Linked DNA regions of Mus musculus: region 2 is linked to region 1. Evidence: chromatin contacts called from public Hi-C data. All regions are on one chromosome and are shown on one strand. Each heading gives the region's core, a stretch centred on a gene start, on an enhancer-like site or on the middle of the called end of the contact. The rest is flanking DNA. Distances are from core to core; before and after follow the strand shown.

Region 1 (5,406 bases), core at 2,782-5,281:
AAAACAAATAAACAATGAAGAAAGAAAGAAAGAAAGAGAGAGAGAGAGGGAGAGAGAGAGAGAGAGAGAGAGAGAGAGAGAGAGAGAAAGAAAGAAAGAAAGAAAGAAAGAAGGAAAGAGAGTCAGTCAAAATAGCTGCACACAGGGATGAGACAGGAGGACCTCTGGATGGTTCATGTGTCTGGAGGGAGAGAACACTGAGGGACATGGACAGTCTTGCCATGCCGTCTTGGCTGACCACAAACTGGTGATCCCTTGTCTTAGCCCTCTGAGTATTTATATTAGCAGCATATGCCAACACACCGGGAAGATAGTCTAGCTTCTTATTTCCTGTGAAAACAGCACTTCTATGGAGTGTTTCATCATGAACATTAAAGAAAAGCAGATCCAATAAAGTCACTCATCTGCTGAGCGTCTGGATAATTACCATCTCTGTTTCTGTAACCATTCTTGGGTGCATACCCAGGGAAAGTTCAACACCTGGCAAACACATTCCAAACCAGCTCTCTTTCAAGGTGCATGACTTAGCAACAGCAGTTTCTGAGCAGTTTCTTCTGGAGAAGAGCTCTGAACCAGTGAAAAGACGAGCCACTGTGCCTTAGTATGCAAGTTCTTCCCCATGTTGACTGCTAGAGACAGGTAGGTTTCCTACAGGCAAGACTCCCTTAGAACTTAAAAACCACAGCACAGATCATGAGAGGCAGCGGTGGAAAACCAGCCACCTATCAACTAGGCCATCAATTGCCAGTGGTGTTTTTGTTTTTGTTTTAATTACATGTATTCCTTGGTGTGTGTGGGGTGGGAGGCAGGGCAGGGTAGGGTGCATGCGGACAACTTCTGGGAGTCAGTTCTCTCCTACCAAGCAGGTCCTGGACGTTTCTCAGGAGCCATCTCAGCAGCCCACACCAATGCTCTAACACTGGATACTGCTGACCACGAGGTAGGAAATGAGCCAGAGAGGCTGAGGTCTTAAGTGCTCCATCACAGAAAGCTTCATGTGCACACCACTTAAAAGAAGAAAGAAGCTCAACATTTGGAAATCAAAGCTGCGAGGCAGTCTACAAGGTGGTAATGAAATGTCGCATGGTCACTGTCAGCACAGCACAGGGTTCTGGGGTCCTTTACACACTTCCTAGGCACCTTTTGTTGTTATTTGTTTTGTTTCTTGTTTGTGTCCTTTCAAATGAGCTTTAAACAAAAAGCTGAGGTTTTCAGAAACATGAGCCACTTACTCAAATTATTGTCATAAAAATACAAAAACAAGAGAAAACAAAACAAAAAAACCCTGTTCAAAGACCTGAGCTCCACTAAAAACATTTGCAAGCAAGCGAGAGAAGGCCATGCTGGCTCGTGGTTTACCTTGGAGAAGTATCCAACCAGATGACAGCCTTTTTCATCATTTTTTGTAAGGACATAAAAAAGGAATGGCTCAACATCATAATACAATGTTTTGTGGTCCAGGAAGAGCTTGGCTAACAAGCAAAGGTTTTGGCAATAAATTTTACTCATATTCCCATCAACCTAGAAAAAGAGAAACAGACAACATTATTTAACATAAAAGTATCATCAGAATATAAACTTGCTTCTTCTGTATATCATTTTAAAAAGTATATAATTTTATTTCTAAATCCTACACTCTAAGATTAAAATACTCCATTAAACAAAGACAGTGTTAACCAGGGAACAGCTGTTACTTGCAGAGCCAGAATCCCATCTTTCCTCTTGTTAAGGTAAATTCAAGACAGCTAACGTCTCCTCCTTAAGCTCGTTCAAGAAACAGCAACGTTAGCAAAGTCACTTTCACTTGCAATTTATTATGAGTTAAAATTTATCAGGCATGCCCTCTTACTTTTAAATTGGAGCCAAGTAAATCTGAAAATTAAAAAAACAAATAAAAATTTCATCATGCATGCCAAACTTTTGTTATTTTCAAAAGGACTTCAAATAAAAATAATATAAATGAACCGCCTGAGTTATTCTGATTCTTCAAAAGTGTGGATTAAACAGCAGAGGCATCCATTTTAGTTTTATCCCAAGTATCATTTTAATATAACTGGAGAATATACAATCTCTGTGTTGGGAATAATTACAGAGAGAGTCAGGTGAATTTAAACCTACAGTAAGTGTAATGATTATAGTCTACTTCTCTTCAAAATAAAAGACTCAAGCTGGGACACCGAGGCCTCCACAGGAGCTAAGGCACAGAAACCAATGTCTTTGATCAAATGTAGTGACTTGCTGAAACAGAGAGCCAAACAGACCCCACACTCTTCTTAGGGGAGTCAGGTTTTGCTAACCCGAGCTCTTTGACAATGAACTTGACCATTCCCAGGTCTCCTGTGGACCATACTGGTTCTTATACTGCACAAATTATTTTTAGATTTCATATAACTATTTCCCTTGGACAGAACCTTAGTCCCACACATAGCAACATAATCAAATACAGGCAACTGGCACTGAGGATACAATTCTCTCTTTAATTAAAGGACGTTTTGATGTATTTGGGAGTATGGTCCTTTTGGAAACAGTGCCGTACACAAGAACTAATGGCGATGTACATCTGTGCATCAGAAACAGAAATGAAAACACTGAAACAATCTCCGATCAATCAGAAGTCTAGGAAAAGAGACAGGTACAGAAGAGACTCACAAAACCAAAATCACAGATACGGTTTACTTCTTTCTAAATCACAGAAAAGATCCGAAAGTTTCCTTTCCAAAGCTGATACCTTCAATCAAGATGCTAGAATAGGGCCTTAGGGTTTCCTCCACACCCTCAGTGTAGGAATGAACTACACTCCTGGGCGACTTTCATCTCTGTGCTTTCAAACACATGTCTAACAAGACTGATTATCCTGCCCAGATGACTTCCTGATAGATTAGAGCGTCCACACACAGCCTTACTCATGATGATTTATTCAATAATTACTTAAGGCAAACAATGTGTTTTGCTGTCTGGGAAAAGATGAACAGTCGTTTCAATTTTCTTTCGGTTGGAGGAAAAGCATCCAGGGCACGAGGAAAGGACCAAACAGTAAAGCTGGCACAACGCAAAGGCTCCCTGAGACCAACTCTCTCCCCTGCCTTCTTGGGGCTGCCTGAGTGGCAGCCCGACAGTACATCAAGTGGGGTAACCTGTACTTGGTATCCTTCACCTCCCACCCTCTTTCTGCTCAGATATGTGGCTGCTGAGGCATTTTTGGTTGTCACGAATGGACAGGAGGCACCAGCAGCAGCAGCCAGGAGGTAGACGGCAGGATGCTGCTAAACACCTTAAAAAGTATACTACAGTTCCTATGCAATATATTATTCAGCTTGAAATGCCAGTAGTACTCAGGCTGAGCAGCCTGTGCTTGGCCTTTAATAAGAAGTAATAGCGCAGCCTCACAAAGAATTCCACTTGCCCTTCAAGCTCACTAGAAAGAGCAGGAAGGTGCTTAAAAAACACCACAGCAGTAGGTACCTGACCAGTCTAGAGAGGGAAAGCCCTGCCTGAGAAGCCTCTTAGACACATGGGAAACTGATGACCCTCCCTTATTATAATGGAGGGACACTGGAGGCCAGAGCAAACGGCAGCTGTGCAGCAGAATGATACACAGCAACATGAGCACTGGAAAGAGAAAGGACACTGGTTTTCAGAAAAAGAAGACATCATGTCTGCCGTAGGAGGAAGGCTTGATCTGAGACCCTGAAGAGTAAACAACACACCAGGATGGTAACAAAGAGGCCAATACAGCAAAGCACAGAAATGTGCAGCTACAGTGAGGAGGATTAATGCCGAGAACGGACAGTGACCCTCTGAACAGACAGGACCACCAAAGGAGAGCCTGGAGTCCTCAGTATACAGCTGATCAGCTAAGCTAGATCCCCGAGCCTGGCAGCAGAAGCCTGGCTAAACAATGAAAATAAAGCAGAGACTTTCTGCTACTACGTCTGCTCTGAAAACACAAAATATCTTCAAGAAACCTACAATGAGACCCAGGAACACAGGGCTTCCTGGGAACGGCAAGGTTCTCTAGGGTAGCTGTCCACAGAGACTGGGGAAGAGTCCCAACATCTGCTGGGATCTCGCCCAGAGGATTTATCCACCCTGGCAAGAACTGGACAGAAGCACAGGTGTTTGTGTGCTAAGCAGATACGTACAGCTGCTCAATTCCCTGGAAGAGGGAGTACCTGCCAGACACTGGCTGGAGCTGCTAAACAAAGCTAATTCCTCCTGCCAAAGAATGTGGAATTTACAAAGAGCCAAGGAGACCACTAATTCACTGGTGCATACTGTGCTGTAGAAAGGGATTTTAAAAAGCCCCAAAAAAGTTGATGTGATGAAGTAAGAATTCTTCATCAGTCTAAATGGTTGCTTAATGTAGTCAGATAAATATGCTAAACCATGGCGCTATCTTAAAGAGCAGTGTGAATTCCGATGCTAAGATTGAATACACACTGTGCTATCTATACACAAACCATCCAAGCACACAGTCAACAGTTAGGAATATTAGGGTTCAAAAAGACCATGTTTTTGTTTATACTTGCTTACCTCGAATACTGAAAGGTCTTTCCTTCGGTAAATCTCATTGGCCGGAGGATGAAACCATCCACACTTCTTTGAGTGTCTTAGCAAAATATTTTTACTCTTCATATATTTAAGACAGAATTCACACAGGTAAAGCTTTGGTAATCTGTCAAAGTTTAAAAATCAGAAAGTCTATTAGAGTGACTATACTGTTCAAGAGAGAAAAGCTAAACATTGTTCAATGTTTTCTAGACATAAAATGGCTATAAAATCTTTTGAAAACATTTTCAAAAAGGGAAAAAGAAGCCAGGTATAGTGGCATATAGCCTCAACCCCAACAGTCGGTCTCAGAGGCAGGAGGGAAGGGTCTCTGTGAGCTTTAGGCCAGCTTGGTCTACACAGCTAATTCCTGACCAGCCAGAGCTACACAGTAAGAGCCTGTCTCAACACAACACAATACAACACAACAAAACAAAACAAAACGGCAGGGGGCGGGGTGTGGAGAATCCAGTAATAAAGAAATATAAAGACCTTAAAATATTTTAAATAAAGCTTATAATAATGTGTTCTTATTTTACTCTATGACCTACCATCAGGTTTTTCAGGCCTGAAAAATCAACAATTCAGAATGCTATTCTTTAGTGTGACCAAGTATATTTTTAAAAATTCAGATTTAATGCTGTATTTTTAAATATTCTTAATGCAGACTGCTGTACCTAGAGTAATATTTTATTTATAAGTGAATTTATTATCTTTAAAATGATATGGATATCTATGAGGCAGAGGTCCTAAAAGGTGGCTTTTATTTCTGCCTCTGGATGAGGAAGCTATATAATGTAATAGTCTAAAGTAGTGGACGCAAGTCCGACAGTCAAAAGCTCACATTTGTTTCCTACC
Region 2 (5,807 bases), core at 638-3,137, 220 kb before region 1:
GGAACTCAGCTGCTGCCTGCCAAGATGCTACCGCTTCCCAAGGAACCCTCTCTAGCCAATGACCATAACAGCAAGTACCACTATTGAGCACCTACTATGCGAGGAATCCCGTGCCTATCGTAGTAAGGCTGTAATACCTGCTTTACAGAAAAGAAACAGACTCGGAAAGACGGACCGTCACACAAAAAAGCTACACCCAGCATCCCAGCCACTAAGGATACTGTCTTGGAAACCAGGTGACTCTAAACCAGGTTCTTGGTTCCTTTAACTTGGGCACCCCTCCAGCAAGCATTCCCGAGTCTCTTTGGATTCCTCCATTAGCCACACTCACTTTATCCCCTCTCCCCATGCTCACAAGAGCCCTGGTGCAGAGATGACTCCATACCCCGACGCAGTTCCGCATGCAGCCACCGGGTGGCGAGATGTTCTCAGCCTGACCTTGCAATACGGCCATGTGTCACCAGATGGTGCCCGAGGACGCGGCTCTGTGGGCAGGGCCCGGACAAGGTGGAGCCCTGTCGGCTTACTGGTCCCAGTCCCATCCTCGCTACTCCAGCACACGTGACCTCCGCCGCCGCTGCTAACCTGCACCATGGCTCAGCCCGTCCCTCGGCTATCTATCCCAGCCGCACTGGCCCTGGGCTCGGCCGCGCTGGGCGCCGCCTTCGCTACTGGTCTCTTGCTGGGTGAGCTGGGCTGGGCTGCTGCAGTCCGGGGAATGGGAGGAGGGCGCGGAGAAGAGCCGGAGAACCCGGTCAGAAATGCAGGCCCTGACTCGGCACCCTCTCCCCGGCAGGGAAACGGTGGCCTCCATGGGGGTCCAGGCGGCAAGAGCGCCTGCTGCCACCTGAGGACAATCCCCTGTGGCAGTATCTGCTGAGCCGCTCCATGAGAGAGCACCCGGCGCTGCGGAGCCTGCGACTGGTCAGTAGGACTGGGACCGAGAACCGGCTCCCCACTTCCAGCGTGGTGGACCTCACGTGGCTGTGTGACCTTGAGCTAGGCAGAAACCCTCTCTGGGCTTCCGGGTTCCCTGAGACCTGTCCCCTCTAGGCCACACCCGCCACCGAGCCCCTGAATGATTCAAAACCTCAGGGGGGAGGTGGGGGGGGTGACTGGTATGAATGGCACCTCCCTCTCCCCACACAGCTGACCCTGGAGCAGCCGCAGGGGGATTCCATGATGACCTGTGAACAGGCCCAGCTTCTGGCCAACCTGGCGCGGCTCATTAAGGCCAAGAAAGCTCTGGATCTGGGTAGGAACACGCAGCCATGGTCTCTGGAAACCAGGGTCACAGGGCAGCCCTGCACCCTGAACTGAGCTTGACAGTGTCCCCTTCCACAGGTACTTTCACGGGCTACTCGGCCCTGGCCCTAGCCTTGGCGCTTCCGGAGGCTGGCCGCGTGGTGACCTGCGAGGTTGACGCAGAGCCCCCGAAGCTGGGACGGCCCATGTGGAAGCAGGTGAGAGCCCCACACCTGCGGCCGTTCGGGCTCCGGCTCGGGGGCGTGCCGGCCTGACCGGCCTCCTTCCGCAGGCAGAAGTGGAGCAGAAGATCGACCTTCGGCTGCAGCCCGCCCTGCAGACATTGGGTGAGCACCAGTGCGGGAGGGACCCAGACAGCACTGTCCAACCCCGGGGAACAAAACTGGCGACCCTGAGCAGCCCGCTGAGACCCTAGCTCAGCCAGCGGCACATGCCCTCTGTCCCTGTTAAGATGAGCTCCTAGCGGCGGGCGAGGCCGGAACCTTCGACATAGCCGTGGTGGACGCGGACAAAGAGAACTGTACCGCCTACTACGAGCGCTGTCTGCAGCTCCTACGTCCCGGAGGCGTGCTCGCTGTACTCAGAGTAAGGACTAGCTAAGGCAAAACTGCTGCTTCTTGTGGCTGGGTACCCACTCTTCTCAGCTCTTCCCACCCCACCCCCCAGCCCCGCCCCAAAGCCCACCCAGAGTATCATAGGTCCCGCCCCTCCTGGCTAAAGCTCTGGGTCGGCTACCCCCCACTTCCGACGGCCCCGCCCCTCCATCTGTAGGTCCTGTGGCGCGGAGAAGTGCTGCAGCCTCAGCCCAGGAACAAGACTGTTGAATGTGTGCGGAACCTGAACGAACGCATCCTGAGGGACGCCAGGGTCTACATCAGCCTCCTGCCCCTGGATGATGGCCTCTCCTTGGCCTTTAAGATCTAGGGTTAACACGAAGCTTAGGGCCTGGGTGTGAGAACCTAAGACCCCCAGCCAGTGACCTGACTTTTAAACCTGACAATAAAGGTACTGGACACGCGACCTTCTGAGCATCCTCTTCCAGCGTTCACTTGGTGGAGGGTTCCCTCCCTGCAGGTCTCCCTGGCACCAAGGCTTGTGGCCTTATCTGACCGCATAGTTTTAATAAATTGTCCTAGCTGTACTCACTGAGTAGAGTTCCAACAGGCTTGGATATAAGGGAAGACCCTATCTGTCTCTGGCCTCCCAGCCACATGCCACAGAGATGTCGAGATAGGGCCTTTTATAGCTGGCAGTCTACTCATGTTTTCACAGGGCTGAAGCCTCCCCAGCCTAACTTGTGTGCAGTGGAAGCCCAGACTACAGGACCTAAGGTTGGCTGGCATTTCTATCTGCTCCCTCATCCCCTTAAGTCCTAAGGGAGGAGACTGATGGCCAAGGTGCAAAGCAGACAGAGTGGGAAGCCAACCTCATTCAAGAAACCTCAGGAACTTGAAGCTTTTGCAGCACTGTCCTTTTGGGGGACACTATAAGGAGCCAACCTTTATTGACCTGAGGCCTGGTGCTTTGCTGCTCTAGAAGAAAGGTAAAGTTCTTTGTACTGAGGCAGAAAGGACAGTTTCTGGGACACCACAGGTTTGCCACTCTGGGGTAAGAAAGGCCCAAGTGATGTGCACTTAGCAGCTGCTACAAGTACAGATGTGTGAGCCCACAACTGAGTCCCTGCCACACACCACCAACCCTCTGGGGACTAGCTGTGCCCTACCCCTTCTTCACAAGTCACAAGTACATACTGAGGTGCACACAGGGGACCTGGTCCAATCCATTTTGAAGTGCCTTTGATGCACTGGTAGCCCACATGAGTCCACTCGCTCAGCAGAGCCAGCATGAAGAACACTTGTTAGCTGAGGGTCACAGGGCAGTAACATGCACCATTTCTATTGGGTAAGTCCCAAAGTACCCATTTTCTTAGCTGTCCTCTCAAGTTTAAACTACACCTCAGAAGTGACACTCACCTCTCACCTGTGACACACCACCTCCCCAGGGAAGCTGGCACGGTCCTACTTTTCCAACCAGGATCACTAGGTAATACATATCACCCAGGTGATGGCGAAGGGGGCTGCCTGGTCCAGACCCCAGCTCAGCTTTTCAACGCTGTCAATAGAAGAGAATGGTGCCCACTTTCTCCTCTCTTGGCCTGTTGCTTCCATCTACCCAGGCTCCACTTTCTGTAGCGTGGCTCAGAAGGAAGGGGATGCATGCCTATTTAGCCACTCAGCACCACCCCTGCATCTCCCTTCATCATCCATGGGTTAACAGTGATTCACTCTAACTTTGCACAAACTTAGAAACTGCAGAGTATTAAAGTATGTATCCTTGTATTTTATTGTAATCTCAAAGACCTCGTGGATTATGCTAGGGACACAAGGAATTTGGTTGCACAGGTTTAGGTAAAGAGCAAAATGCTCACCAGAAAAAAGTATTTGCCAAGAAGATTAGACCCTAGGCTGGCAATCTGTAACTGCACATACGTGAGCCATTAGTTATGTACACTTGTTTTATTCATAATTTGTCATGTTTGGGGTTACCAAAGTAATTCTAATGATGGGTGAATATAACAAAAAAAAATCTTTTACCTCATCTTAAAACAGCCACTGATCCATCTCATTCAGTACAATAGTCAATGTTAAAAGGAACATAAAACAAACATGCACACCATGGCACGGTTTTCATAAACGTCTATTTCATCATTGGTGGGTAGCACATTTAACAGTTAAATACATTTAAATAATGTATAGGGGGCCGCACCACGGCAGCACTGATAACCATCCAACTAGGAACCAGCCAACAGTGACTGTCTAAATATTTAAAATACAGCTCTTGCTTCATCATCCTTTGATGTGATCACCTTCTGGGGGAAGGAAGGGGAGCCTGCTGGTCGCATGGAAATATATTAAGGCCAAATCTTCTGATATTCGTTCCCAGAGGTTTCTTTTAACTGGATTAAGCCTCCAATTCCAAGGCAAGCCCAAGTTTGTGGCCTCCAGCATTAAAGCTCTTCCCGTCTACCAGAGCAGACAGTGTAAGCTTCACACCTGTGAACAAAGCAAACCACCATGATGGGCCTGAGAGCACTCCACCCTGCCGGCCCTTCCTCAGCACGCAGCCTCCACACTGACTCCAGCCAGCAGAGAGCACCTAGATCAACAGTGGTGCTAAAAACTGATGGTCAACACCATCTGAGGGCACAGGGAGGTTAGTAATAAATAACAAGTTCAAAATGCCCTAAAAGCCATGTTCTAAAAACCGTCTTCACTGGACTACTCAGACTAAATTAACACTGGAGACCAGATCACAACTGAAGCCTAAAAGAGGCACCCAGGGACACAGGACACAGTAGGTAAGTTAGTGCTCGTCTGAGATAGCACGTCGGGAACTGGCCCCTTCAGTGTTCACTTTCATTTTCTTTAGGTTTTAAAAGTCTAGATAAAATGTAGGTGGGGGAAGCAGGTGCCCCATTAGGAAAGTTGGGATACCAGGGCTTTTGGACCTTGTTGATCAACTGCTCTAAGCAGCTGTGAGCTCCAGAGCCCATTAGAAATACAAAATTCTCCATCTCAGACCTACAAGGTGGGAAGCTGCATATGACCCAGACCACGCCCAAGTTTGGAGCTGCTCTGGTATCTGTTACCTGAAGGGAACTAACCTTTGACCTGAGACAGTAGACACCAGTGAGGAACTACATAATGGTAAAACAGTGAAGAGTGGGGCTTTTTACAATGAGGCAGCAGTGCTTATTCAGAGCAGGCACTTAAATAAGGAGTAAGGGGGAGGGGCAGGTGTGATAAGCTATGAGGCTTAAAAGGGTCACAAAATAATAAACTAAAAATGTAATTTTGAAGCCAGGAAGTGGTGGCACACACCATTAATCCCAGCACTTGGGAGGCAGGGGAGGTGGATTTCTGAGTTCAAGGCCAGCCTGGTCTACAGAGTGAGTTCCAGGACAGCCAGATACACAGACAAACCCTGTCTCAGGAAAAAAAAAAAAATGTAATTTTGAAAATAACGTACAAATGGAGAAACGGCTCAGCAGTTAAGAGCACTGGCTGCTCTACCAGAGGTCCTGAGTTCAATTCCCATCACCCACCCTTCTGTATCTGTAATCCCATGGGATCAGATGCCCTCTTCTAGTGTGCAGATATACCAACAGACAAAACATACATAAACTTAAATAAATGAATCTTTTTAAAGGGATTTGAGAGGGAGCTGTAAAACAAAACTTATTTATCAAAGATACTTACCAGGCCTCAGAGTCTGAGTATAGCCCACTCCAATTAAACTAGAGTTGTTGACCTTTGCCTAGAAAGAGAGAAAAAAACATTTCTGAAGGGAGACAAAGTTCTTGGAAATTTCCCCATCATGGAACTGTGAAGCCTGTGCCTTTAGGTCAATGAGATACTAAAATATTATTATGTACTAAGTAAACACCAAGTGCCACTTGAACATTAGATATGAATTCAAAATCCAATCGTCAGCAGAACCTGATATTCTTTACACACCTTAGGATGTGTATACAGCTCCTG

Evidence for each region. A called contact is a pair of places that touch in the nucleus more often than the background predicts.
Region 2: a contact with region 1 is called in a Hi-C map of uterus, with 2.1 times the contacts expected there. The contact joins the promoter of A430057M04Rik here to the enhancer-like site in region 1. A contact is called at or near these places in 1 of 484 Hi-C or Micro-C datasets (uterus), 1 of 115 datasets of contacts at active chromatin or transcription factors (microglia) and 2 of 9 other capture datasets (adipose tissue and liver).

What each region holds. Positions count from the first base shown.
Region 1 is chr14:21,630,591-21,635,996 of GRCm38.p6, reverse strand. It overlaps Kat6b (K(lysine) acetyltransferase 6B), which reads right to left. Exons shown (of 17, transcript NM_017479.3): 10 at 4,534-4,675; 11 at 1,360-1,521. Among named protein-coding and RNA genes, the nearest start is that of Dupd1, 81 kb to the left of the region's middle. Within about 2 kb of position 4,031, at least 9 of the 459 cell types and tissues checked have an H3K27ac peak or open chromatin away from gene starts, as enhancers often do. A contact at or near this core is called in uterus, where this site is marked.
Region 2 is chr14:21,843,658-21,849,464 of GRCm38.p6, reverse strand. A430057M04Rik (RIKEN cDNA A430057M04 gene) reads right to left here and starts at 1,887. Exons shown (of 3, transcript NM_176925.3): 1 at 386-1,887. The coding sequence starts at 594. It overlaps Comtd1 (catechol-O-methyltransferase domain containing 1), which reads left to right and starts at 555. Exons shown (of 7, transcript NM_026965.2): 1 at 555-686; 2 at 797-924; 3 at 1,150-1,255; 4 at 1,345-1,463; 5 at 1,538-1,592; 6 at 1,718-1,851; 7 at 2,038-3,604. The coding sequence starts at 593. The coding sequence ends at 2,190. Vdac2 (voltage-dependent anion channel 2) reads right to left here. Exons shown (of 10, transcript NM_011695.2): 9 at 5,526-5,583; 10 at 3,586-4,319. The coding sequence ends at 4,228.